Regions from separate parts of the Mus musculus genome. Here all the other regions are linked to region 3. Evidence: chromatin contacts called from public ChIA-PET and HiChIP or PLAC-seq data. All regions are on one chromosome and are shown on one strand. The core of a region is the stretch at or near the end of the contact, and the rest is flanking DNA. Distances in the headings are between cores, read along the strand shown.

Evidence for each region. ChIA-PET counts read pairs in DNA pulled down with a chosen protein or histone mark. HiChIP or PLAC-seq counts read pairs in DNA pulled down with a chosen protein or histone mark.
Region 1: an H3K27ac ChIA-PET map of liver shows a contact between it and region 3, with 5 times the contacts expected there. The contact joins two enhancer-like sites. A contact is called at or near these places in 3 of 484 Hi-C or Micro-C datasets (liver and nephron progenitors), 2 of 115 datasets of contacts at active chromatin or transcription factors (kidney and liver) and 1 of 9 other capture datasets (embryonic stem cells).
Region 2: an H3K27ac HiChIP or PLAC-seq map of hepatocytes shows a contact between it and region 3, with 5 times the contacts expected there. The contact joins two enhancer-like sites. A contact is called at or near these places in 4 of 484 Hi-C or Micro-C datasets (bone marrow-derived macrophages, brown adipocytes, liver and 1 more), 8 of 115 datasets of contacts at active chromatin or transcription factors (bone marrow-derived dendritic cells, embryonic stem cells, epiblast stem cells and 5 more) and 1 of 9 other capture datasets (embryonic stem cells).

What each region holds. Positions count from the first base shown.
Region 1 is chr6:108,275,698-108,279,488 of GRCm38.p6, reverse strand. All of the region lies in intron 4 of Itpr1 (inositol 1,4,5-trisphosphate receptor 1), which reads right to left. Among named protein-coding and RNA genes, the nearest start is that of Itpr1, 64 kb to the right of the region's middle. Within about 2 kb of position 1,703, at least 25 of the 459 cell types and tissues checked have an H3K27ac peak or open chromatin away from gene starts, as enhancers often do. A contact at or near this core is called in liver, where this site is marked.
Region 2 is chr6:108,324,736-108,328,777 of GRCm38.p6, reverse strand. The region is part of intron 4 of Itpr1 (inositol 1,4,5-trisphosphate receptor 1); the gene reads right to left. Among named protein-coding and RNA genes, the nearest start is that of Itpr1, 110 kb to the right of the region's middle. Within about 2 kb of position 2,002, at least 80 of the 459 cell types and tissues checked have an H3K27ac peak or open chromatin away from gene starts, as enhancers often do. A contact at or near this core is called in hepatocytes and liver, where this site is marked.
Region 3 is chr6:108,100,512-108,104,561 of GRCm38.p6, reverse strand. No RefSeq gene overlaps it. Among named protein-coding and RNA genes, the nearest start is that of Setmar, 37 kb to the right of the region's middle. Within about 2 kb of position 2,186, at least 7 of the 459 cell types and tissues checked have an H3K27ac peak or open chromatin away from gene starts, as enhancers often do. A contact at or near this core is called in hepatocytes and liver, where this site is marked.

The DNA.
Region 1 (3,791 bases), core at 454-2,953, 180 kb before region 3:
CAGAGTCACATTTAGAACCGGGACTGTCCCACCGTTCCTGGGCTGAGTCACAGTCCTGTACGGCTCCTCTGGTAGAGGAGAAAAGGACACCATAAGTCAAATTAATGTGAAGAAAAAAAGCAAATTCGAAGACGATAACTTCAGTTTTCAGCCTCCACACACATACATAAACAAAACACACACACACTCTTCTTTCAGCTGGAAATAAACACTTCACTATTTGCAGGTCTCATCAAACCACCTGCTAACATAGTTCATCCCAATGAGAAGGAACTGAACACAGTCAAAAAGAAACTGAAGGGTGATTTCAAAGTTGAGGCTCTGGGTTCAAGTCACTAACTGCCACTCACTAAATGAGTAAACTGGAACCAAACACTTTACTAAATTATTGATGGTTTCTATCTGACAAGAGGCTGGATGCACTAAGTAAGGAGTACACCGTTGAAGACGATTTTCAACAGAAGCCATCTTGATGTTTCTAAGTGTTTACCCAAAGGTGCTGAAAACATCTCCACACAAAACCTGCTTATGGGTGTCTATAGCAGCTTTATTTACAACTGGCAAAACTTGAATGCATCCTGTATGTCTTCAGAGAGTGATAGAGATAAGGATAGAGATTTGGGTCTCTCCAAAGTATTACTCAGTGCTAAAACGGAAATGACCTATCAAGCCAGGAAGAGATAAAGAGGAAATTAAAAAGTGTATTAGTAACTGAAAAAAAGTCAATGTGGAAGAAGCATTGTTATCCTAACTACATGTCTCTTCCTGGTGGGAAATAACAACATAGAAACAGTTCAAAGACTGATGGTTTCCAAGAGTCAGGGACTTGGGAGGCTAGACAGCAAGAGCAGAGGGGCTGTCACAACAGTTCAACTCTTCTGTGAGATGCTGCAATAGTGGACACACTATCACAAATATGCCCAACACCACTTACTATACATCGTGTCCAGGGTGAAATACTCACACTATGAGCTTCGAGTAACAATGATGTCATTCATCTATCCTAATGGTCCGCCACTCTGGTAGATGGTGTCAGCACAACAGGAAACTGCATAGGTGTTGTGGGGCACGGAGTCAATGAGAAAACACTGTAAATTTCTCTCAACTCTTTTCCTAAGAACTCGAATTGACAAAACAGAGTTCATTTTTTTTAAAACTGTATTAGGAAAACAAAGCTTTGGTAACTCCATGGCTGTGCCACTCACCCGGCATATCAGCACTTGGACGAGTGAACAAAGAGCTAGGGGAAGGCTGTGACTGCTCAAATGCAGCACAATGCTCAGGGCACAGTGACAGTGCTGAAATCAGCCTGGCTTGAAATCCTAACAGCATGCTTATGGGACATTAGGTAATTCGTTAACTTCTTCCCTGACTCAACTTATTTTCCTGTAAGACCAACAAAGATCATGATGCAATTAAAAAAAAAAAGTTAATATTTATCCAGCCTTTAGAAAAGCAAAGCACATGAAGAGAAGAGCTGTACAATTTTTTGCTTAGTAACTTAGTAATACTACTCCTAACAGTAATAAATGAATAACTTAAATGTATATATACCACCGAGTGTAGACAATTCCACTCTGGCATAATTATACTATAAAACGAATAATCTGCAACACTTAAAAAGAGCTAGGTAGTAAACGTGTAGATACAGATACCAACTCCAAGAGAGACGGGGAAGGCCGAGAAGTACTGTCGTGTCAAGAGCAAGGTCCAGAAGAGTCATTACGGGGCAAGAAAACTCCTAAAACTGTGCTCTTAGGCTGATTCCTATCAGCCTTCAGATGGGCAGGAGATCTTTGAGAAAGGTAGACAGCAAACTGCTAAGCATGATCATCAGATGTCTCTCAAAGGCCGTAGTCCTGTCTCCATACTAACTAGCTGTCTGTCTTGGCTAAGTCCCCTAACTTAGACCTGCTTAAGGTGGCTCACACATCTTAGGGATACTAGGATTCAGCAATTCCTGTAACTGCCACCATTCTCCCTAACAGGACCAGTGCATTCTATAACTAAATACACTAAAAACTCGATGCTGCCATTCGGCTCAGGATTTATCAGACTCTATAAGCCGTGGGCCATTGTTTCGGAAGCACAGCCCAGGCCAGATGGTGGGTATACTTTGCGTGGGTACAGCTCCATCCCGGACCGTGCTCTCAGTAACAGACTCTTCCTTCCCTCCTTCCCAACGCCCACAAGACTGCCATGCGCTGCTACCGAGGAGCGCTGCTTACCAGTTGATGCATGAGCAACAGTTCCTTGTTTTGCTGCCATTTTTGCTCCCTCTCTGGATTGTCATCAGAAACATGTTTATCCTATCATTCATAAACACAGGCAATCCAAGTCAGCAAGCCACAAACAGGAACACAAGAACTTACTGTTTAATCAGCATCCTGTTCTCACCACCTCCTCCTCTTCCCCTGCCCCTCCCCCAATCTCCCACTGATTGCATCACTGTAGATCAGCTCCAAAACACTGCCTGCATTCAGCTGACACGAGAATTATTCATTGATCCAAGCCTCACCAAATTTATCAATAGAGTTAATGCTTATGACACCAGACTCATCTTAAAAGAGATGCAGTGACCAGACCTGTAAGTGGGCAACATTCTTCTTCCCAAACCTTAGAGCACCTGGAATGTGGCAAACATGGTGCCCATTTATCTCAGTATGAAGAACACCCTAAAGCCGGAGGACGCAAATGTGAGGAAAGCAAAGACCACACTTACATGACCACTTACTTACGATTGCCAGGTGGGCATAACAACCCACCTGAAATTCAGGGCTCAGAGGAAGAAAAGGGATCCCCAGGGCCAGTTGGTTAGCTAGATTAGCTGTATTTTCAGACTTTAAGTTCAACCGAGAAACCCTGCCTCAATGAATAAATTAGTGATGGAGGAAGATGCCTGGTATTAGTCTCAGGCTTCCACATGCAGGAGTGCACATATAGTTAAAGTAACACCCATGTACACACACACACACACACACACATACATGCAAACACATAAACACATACCAGCCAACACCCCCACAGACATGCATACAACAGCAAACAAAGGGGGATACATCCCACTTCCACAGTCACAGAGAAACCCTGGGCTCAGTGGACCTCTGTTCCTACCAAGAATAGAATCCATTGCTGACTATGAGGCTGAACAGGTTTCACACACTCGTCAAACTTTTAAGCTAGGACATGCTCACTGTAATAAGATTGCTCTGTTGGCTAAATAAGGTGATTGTATGGAATTCATTCATCATAAGAACTTACCATGAAAGGCCATCTTTAAATTAACAGTAATACTATTATCAACAAAAGCAAATTGTCCTTATCCATTAAGAGCCTTCAGATCTGACACCCATCACCTGCTCCAACCTCAGCATCACACAGAGTTTATTGGTAAAATATAGTACATTTGTACTTCATCCATCTGTGACTATAGTCTTATAATAGCCTGGGAATATAGCTCAGTGGCTGAATGCTTGCCTAAAAGGTTTAATCTCGGGTAACTAGGGCAAATGGCAGGGAGGGAGGGAGGGAAGGAAGGAGGGAAGAAGAAAGAAGAAGGAAAAGATTTCTGTATGAGAATGGTCCCTCATTCCAGCCTCACTGGCTCTTCTTATCTTTATCTCTTACTCATCTTTCATGGCCCAACTTAATCTTTGTAAGTTCTCTAATAATGACCCTGTCTGTCTCCAAGTAGACTTTAGGCATGTTCTATGACAGTTCATACATGAATGAAATAGTGCTGGTCTTTGCTTTTATAGCACACTCATTCAACAAGCTTTTGATGACTGCCA
Region 2 (4,042 bases), core at 753-3,252, 220 kb before region 3:
TTTTCCCAGTCTTCCTGTCTTCCCCCTTCAATCATCCCTTGGAGATTGCAAAGCCCTCTCTATTCATATAAGAGCTTCCATTCAATGCCCTGTAATTAAGAGGAAGTGAAGATCTGTGTGCATCCTCCAACGTTCAGGAGTATAGTCTGCTCCATCGCTTACATTTTGAATAATTTGGGGGAAATTATCTACATATTTAAGTTTCTTATCTCCACAGGGAATAGCCACAAGAGCTAGATCACAAGTTAACTTTCAAAATGAAATCAGCTACTTCACTTGAAGGCCTCTGAACACATCCTAACACAGTGATGAGTCAATTAAATACCATTGCTGTGAAACAGTGGGCAGGCAAACGGCACAGTCACGCAACACCGAGATGCGGGGAGGCCATGCTGCCCTAAAAAGCAAGCCAGTGTCACACGAAAACAGCAGGGACAGGTTTCACAAATATTATTTTACTTTGAGTGAAAGGTCACAAGGCAGTGATAACAAAATGAGTCTGTTGACACAGAGTGGCCCCATTTATATGAAATTCCTGACAATATCAAAACAGTGGTCACCTCTGTTGGGGAGTGGGATGCTGGTGCTTGGAGAGATCAGATGCGTTTTAGGGAAAGAGTAATTTTCGGTATATTCAAGCATGGGAATGAAATGAGTAGGTAAAATTTAATCAGTGATACATTTAACGTCTGTACATATATATGTGTACATAGATGGACGTATATATACATACATGTATTTAAAAAGACCTCAAACAATGAATTTCTTTTTATGGTTCCATGAAAAGGAAGATCTTGCTGATAAGGAAAAGGAAGAAGAAAAACAAAATTTCCCTTCAAGAAAAAGGTCAAAAGTGTCTGATTTCTATCACTAGAAAAATATGCTTTGTTTGGTCAGGGTTCAGGGTTGGGAGTGGGAAGGGGAGGGGAAAGCGAGAGAGATGACATCACCAACTTCCCCTATGGCTTCAGTCTTCTGTGTCACCAACACAGACTCACTCAGGCAATGCAGTTTTTCAGGCCTGATCCCTTTTGGCCCAGGGGGCCTGCAACAGAGCACAGGACGGCTTTCCTGGGTTGCCGATTCTACCCCAACAGCTGGAATTGGAAGCAACTTGAAAATGTCCTCTCAAACCAAATAACACAATGTCTGGAAATGACATCACGTTAATCAAGTCCATGAAGCAAGGTGCTGGCTCGTCACTGCTGAAGGTCGGCGCTGCACGTCCGACCGTTCTCCAGTCTCCAGGTTTTACTCTTTGTTCAATAGAAAGTCTTAAAAACCACCTTTGAAATTTATTTTCAAGCTTACACTTTTTAACCAAACCCAAAGAATTCACTTGGTTCAAGGAGGTTTTGGCTTGTTTGTTTGTTTTGTTTTGAAGCTGTAATTCAACATAAAGGGAATGAGAGAAGGTTGTGGGGGGAAAAAAAGGAATGCTGGATGGATCTATCCAATAAAAAGAATCTAACACATGGACACATGGAGAGTCGGGGGTAGAGCGAGAAAAGTCACATTTGTGACACAAACAACACTGTAGGCTTTGGGGTGAAAACTCTTGCTATATTGAACTCATTTCACCTCTCAGAGTCAAAAGCAAAGAGATCTCACTGCACCAGGCCTGGTGTTTCAAAACCTGCAGCCTTAGCCACGCCAGCTTATAGCCACCAAAGGGCTTTGGAAGGCTTAAGGCAGCCTGGCATGAAAGGAGTTACATAAGTTACCAGGCTGGTCCTTCCCAGAGTCTCCTGGAAAAGTACACTTTTTTTTCACTACACAAAAGGAAAGTAGGCTGTTTCTGCCCCACGATGTGATGTGCCTTTCACTTAAAGTCAGTAAAACCTGGTTGCAGGCACCATGGGAAGCCTGAAGAGTGTCTGCATCACGGGGACACGGGGACACAAAAGCAAGCCGAGATGCGAAAGCCATCTAGCGAAGCCCTCGGCGGAGCTTGGCAGGTACAGGCCGCTGGCAGGGAAGGAAGATCACTGTGTACACAAAGAAAGAAGCCAGAGGAGTCAGTTGCTCGGGAGCCAGGCCCGTAGCCCCACAGATGATTTCCTCATCTGTGCAGTGGGTACGGACTGGAAATAGAAAAGGAACCAACAGCCGAGCAGAGCTGCCGCAGACGGCTTTGCCTCAGTTCTCCACAGGAAGAGAACAAGGATGCCTGCCCATGTATACTTTGCTATCCCTTTCTTTCCTGCTTGCTACTTAGAGAGACGATGAGAACCTAACCTGGACCACCCCAGGACTGTGCTCCACCCAGCACTCCGAGACAGCTCCTGTCAGGTGGGTGTGGGGCCATGCCCTCACCATTCAGAAAAGATCATTTTTAATCAGCACTCAAACTCATCAGCCTCACTGAGATATTTAAAGACAAACAGATCACTGGACTTTGTTCATTATCTATTTCGTCATTCTTTCTTCCCATCTCACTGTTTTCTTCTCCCAAGCAACCCCTTCCTAATTTCGTGTCACGTGGACAGATAGATTGAAATACGGATCCTACACATAAAGAAAACATGATTTTGCTTATCGCACCAACCTGCAGATAGACCCACCCCTTTTCCTGCGACGTACTGCACTCTCACTAGTATGTGCACCGCTCTTTCTCTATCTGTTCATCTAGGGTTGAGCCTCTATGCTGGTTCCGTATCTGATCCACTGTAACCAGCACATCACAATCCATGTCCCCAAGCATCTTGGTGGCGTGCTGGCTTAGATCCCTTTAGGTATGCACCCAGGAGTGGAAGAGCTGAATCACCGGGTAGTCCTATTTTTAGCTCTTGAAGGAACCTCTAGACTGATTTCCATAGCGATTGCTGCAGAAGTTACATTCCCACCAGTTGTAAATAAGGGCTCCTTTCCCCCACATCCTCACCAACATTTGTCATTTGCTTTCTTGATCGACATTCTGACCAGGGTGAGGTGGAATCCAAATCTAGTTTAAATGTAGTTTTCCCTTCTGGCTATGAAGGTTGAACTTTTTGATGTACAGCTGTTAACTCTTCATGTCTTCCTTCGATGCCTGTTCAATTCATTTGCCCATTTATTGACTGAATGATGATTTTTCAAGGACTTAAACTTTTTACTTTGTTATATATTCTAGGTATTGATCTCCAACTGTACGTGTCACGTGCATAGCTCGCAAAGATTTTCTCGCAGCCTGTACGCTCGTCTCTTGACTCTATCACTTCTTCTACTGTGCCAAAGCTGTCTAATTCCATGCAATCCCATTTGTCAATACTTGGGATAATCTCCCGAACTACTGGAGTCACTTCGAGAAATGTCTTGCCTCTACTTATAACTTCAAGTGTTCCCCTCTGACGGTTTTAGAGTTTCTGATGTTATATTAAGGTTGTTGGTTCATTTTGAACTGAAGGGTGAGAGACAGGGACCTAGTTTCATTTTCCTACATGTAGATATGCAGTTTGCACAGTACCACATTTGATATTTGCACGTATTTATACCTACCCTCAGTGAACCTAACCCTAACTCTATGCCTAGCTAAACAGAAACTATTACATTGGGGCTCACTTTACAGACATCCAGTGTCTGCCCTGAAGATGAAAACTGTTTTCTTACTTTCTTTCATGACCTATGCTTCATGTGCTTACACATTATTTTTAGCCTAGCAAACACAGCCCACTACTAAAGCACTTTTCAAAAATTCAAAATATCTGCCAAGAAGAATGACTGTCAAAATTCTCCTACCACAAAGGTTTAGTACAGTCCTGCCTCAGATGTTGGGGCCTAATCACAAAGTCTCAAGAAGATGCTACAAATGATTCTAACATACAAATGGTGTGCTTTGAAGAACAGAGTTGCTCAATGCTATATGTATTTTGGGCACCATTAATAATCCCTTAGAGGTGAGGACTGCTTTGTACTAAAGGACGCTGCCAGGCTTTAGAGATGGTTATCTCCCAAAGAATCACAATGTAGAATCTTGGCTCCTAGTGCAAAGGTTGTGGTGAGGTCATGGGGCTTATGATAGTTAATCCTTACTGTCAAGTGGATTCAGAATCACCATGGAAAC
Region 3 (4,050 bases), core at 937-3,436:
CTCCTTCAGTTGCCCTTATTTTGGGTTGCTTTCTAACAGTTTTTGTTCCTTGTCTCCATTGATACATAGAAGGAATTTGGGGGTGTGTTTTTCAGTTTGTTTTGGCCTCCAATTCCTGATAATTATTCTTTATTTTTAAGGGTGTGTTGTACATATTAGTTGAGTGGGAAGTGGGTATTTTATCTTTCCCAAGGCCTTAGAAAACATGATTAGAAGGGACCCAGAGGTGGCAGGAGATGGGGGTGGCAACCAAGAGTGACACTTCCTTCTTGTAGAATATTGAATTGCAAATTGGTTGCAAACTTCACAGGGTTCAGCCTATAAACTCTGAGAACAGAACACAATTCTGTAGCAATGCAGATTTTTTTTTTCTTCCAGGTTCCCACCTCTTTTGGACAAAACATTTCAGTTGCCCATTGCTCTTCAGGAAAAGAGTGCAATGGAAGGTGGCATTTATTTCAGGACGTGTTGATTAGGGCACAGGCATGGTGAATGGTTCCAAAATAGTGTCAGAGTGGGTCACTTCTGTTTCCACGTCTTCCCTGATAAATGAATGTTGACATACAATAGAATAATGGCCTTGAGCCCTGGGAACTCCAGCGTTCTCACTCTCTGGTGATGAGCTTTGCTAAAGGAATCACCTTTATCTTCAGTTTTCCAGTAGCACTTAGAATTTTTTCCATGCAGTTAAATCTATAGCTGCCATAGGACAGGGGATATTTTGGAAACAAACATCACTTCCTTTTTGTCCCAAAACTGTAGGAATTTTATAAGAGGCATGATAGAGGGTATTTTATTTCATTGATTTTTTTTTTTTCCATTTTGAAATGATGCTATACGTACACCTTTCTCTCCTCCTTTCCACGGACAGTTATCCTAACACAAAAGGACTAACCTGAAGGCTAGCTATCAGGAAAAGGAAGTGTGGAGGGAGTGGGGGTGGGGGAGGTACACAAAACAACAACAGCACACCCAAAATGTCACAGGTGGAGCAGGCTGTGTGTATGTAAGTGAGGCCCGTTCTAAAGAGGCTGAGAGATCAGGCTGGAACGGCTAAATTGTCCAATGCTATGGAAGAGCTAGATATTTGCGTTTAAAATAACATTTCTTACCACATTTTATGCTTTTGTGTCTATGTGCTACAACACACACGGAGGTCATGTGTGGGAGTCTTCTGCCCTGGTCCTGGTGCTCAAACTCAGGTAGTGGTAGTTGGCAGCAAGCATCTGTACCTGCTGATCCCTTCGCTTCCTTCCTGTTGTGTGGCCTAAGATGGAGTGCAGTTCCACATCCTCTGGCCCTAAGGATCTGGGGTTGGTTCCTGGCACGTAACGTGGTTGCCCACAGCCACCTGGAACTCCAGTTCCAGAGGATCTGACATCTTCTTCTGGTACCTATGGACGCTACACATTCTCATGATCCAGACACAGGAAGGTAAAGCACTCTATACATTACACACATTACACATGGGGAGGTAAAGCACTCTATACATGACAAAATCAAGTAAGTCTGAAAAATGGATAAAGTGCACACAGTGGAAAATTCACTTTATGCAGTGCACTATACATGGGAAGAATGACTGACCCTGCAGTGGTACACAAGGAGTATGTGTGAGAGAGAAAGGGCAGCAGCTTGCCTAGGGACCTCATTTTACTCAGAAGTCTCTGGGAAAGCTCCATGCCTCCATCCCCACCCCATCACACCTAGAATGATTTCCCAGACTTGTGTGATCAGTTGATACACTGACAGGACGTTTTCAGGCCCTTCGGCCATCATCGCTAAGTTTTCCGGTTAATACCAGCTGGTACCACAAATGTCAGGTTCCTCTGACCGATGGCTTCATTTTTATTGGTTGAAACTTGCTTCTTGTAATACAAAGTCCCCCAGAACAGACCTTAGTTCCACAGAATCTGGCCTTTGGTGTTTCTCATGCTTAAAACACCATGGAAATGATTAACTCCGAGAGCCTGGGATGAAACCTTGGCAGTTAGCCAGAGCTGCTTTTTCCCACTGTTGTGTTTAGAACATTAGAGCCAGAATTTAATTAATTTTTTGATTAAGCAAAATCATTACAGATGATATTTAGGTAGGCTATGAAGTAAGAAACGCTAGATTTTGAAACTTGCCCTACTTGAGTTCTGAAAGTTCAAGGGCTTAACACCAAGGGATCGAAATGGCCAGCTTCAGATTCTGATCTGTCCCCAAATGATCATTGACCCTAAAGCCTTCATCACAAGAAGGCTGGTTCATTGGGTCTTTGGAATTTCAGAATAATTGAAGGTGAGATAAAATGGCTGTCCTGGCCTGAATCTAGGTCCTGTTTGACAAACTCTGTGCTTTATCTGCTGAGGGGAATGGAAGCTATCAGAGTGACTTCTAGCATGTCAGTTTGGCACCTCACTAAAGTGCTATTCAAAGCTCAGAATCAGCCTAGGAGAAAAATGAGACCAGCTAGTGGCTGCCAGAGGAAAAGAGGTGAGGCTGTCCTCATGTGCTGATAAAGGTTGGCCTGCATTTTGTCCATGCCTGTTGCTTGCTTTCTCAAAGGCTACAAGTCTTTTTCCTTTATGCACTTGCCAAATAAAATCTTATTTTTCTTTAAGTGACACCGGAAAATGCGTCTTGAGTCTCTTCCTTCAGTAATTGTCTTCAGCATCATGTTGAAGGAGGCCATTGCAGATATGTCCCTCTGTTCCTGTCCAATTCCCTGAGCCACCATTAGGCAGGTAACGTTGTTCCTCAAGGTAAAATATATTTAGTGATAATGCCCACCTATGGGGATTATGGACCAAGGAGAGAATGGTAAGTTCAAGTGTTTAGCGTGGTATACTTCATGGTTTTCTAGGTCCTCATTTCTCAATGGCTCAGTAGTTAAGAGCACTGACTGCTCTTCTGAAGGTCCTGAGTTCAAATCCCAGCAACCACATGGTGGCTCACAAACTTCCATAATAAAATCTGATGTCCTCTTCTGGGTTTCTGAAGACAGCTACAATGTACTTACATATAATGAATGAATGAATCTTTGGGCCTGAGCAGGACCAGAGCAGGACAGGAGTGAGAGGGGCCAGAGCGAGCAGAAAAAGTACCTGAAGACAGCTACAGTGTACTTACATATAATAAATAAATAAATCTTTAAAAAAAAAAGACAAAGCAAAGAAAGAGATAGGTACAGTCAGGTAGGACTGGTCAGCTATAGTTATATCTATAAACAAAGAGCAAACTGGACTAAGGCTACATGAACGTGTTACTCAGATGCCTATTAATTAACAAGTTATATTCCAGATCCCTGACTTGGCAAATCCCTCCTATGCCCAATGGTCTGTCTGCTGCACAAAGTGTCTATACAAAAGGAAAGTTGGATCTGGTCTTTGCCGTTGTCTGTAATTCCGAAGCTCATCCTCTTTAACCTACCTCCCAATGAAAGTGCCTCTTATGGGGCTGGCCTTGTAATTCCCTGGCAGAGTGCTTACCGGGCATGTCCAAGGCCCTTAGTTTGATCCTCAGCATCTCAATTAAAGGAGAAGTTACTTAGGAGCATAGCAATTTAGCAAAGAGCAGGAAAGCAGGGGCAGCATCTTGGTTGGTGAGATCTTGGCCAGCCGGTGAACTGTTCTCTGAGCTGATTTGAGTTTGGTTTAGTTCAGCCTCATGATTTAAATGTATCCTTTTTGCTGTGATTACAGGTCCAGGATCTCCGTTCTAACTTCATCAGCTCCCACATTTAAAGGTTAAGATGTTGTTCAAGGGGACAATTAGGGTTTGGGAGAAAGGACTCACAGGGTACAGGGCTTTCCTAGCTCAGCAGTTCATGTGTTATGGTTTGGGGCTCTGAGCTTCTCCAGCATCATCAGGGTCAGTGAGTCAGCAGTATTTTCAACATTACTAGTAGTAGTAGTAGTAGTAGTAGTAGTCCCCTCCTCTTCCTCTTCCTCCTTCTTCATTCCTAGTATCACATGAGTGTACTATAGAATTTTCAAGAGACTTCATGGTATATAGCTTCTTTTGAGTTCTCTGTCTTTTTTAGGAGTGAGAACTTTGAGAGTGAATTCT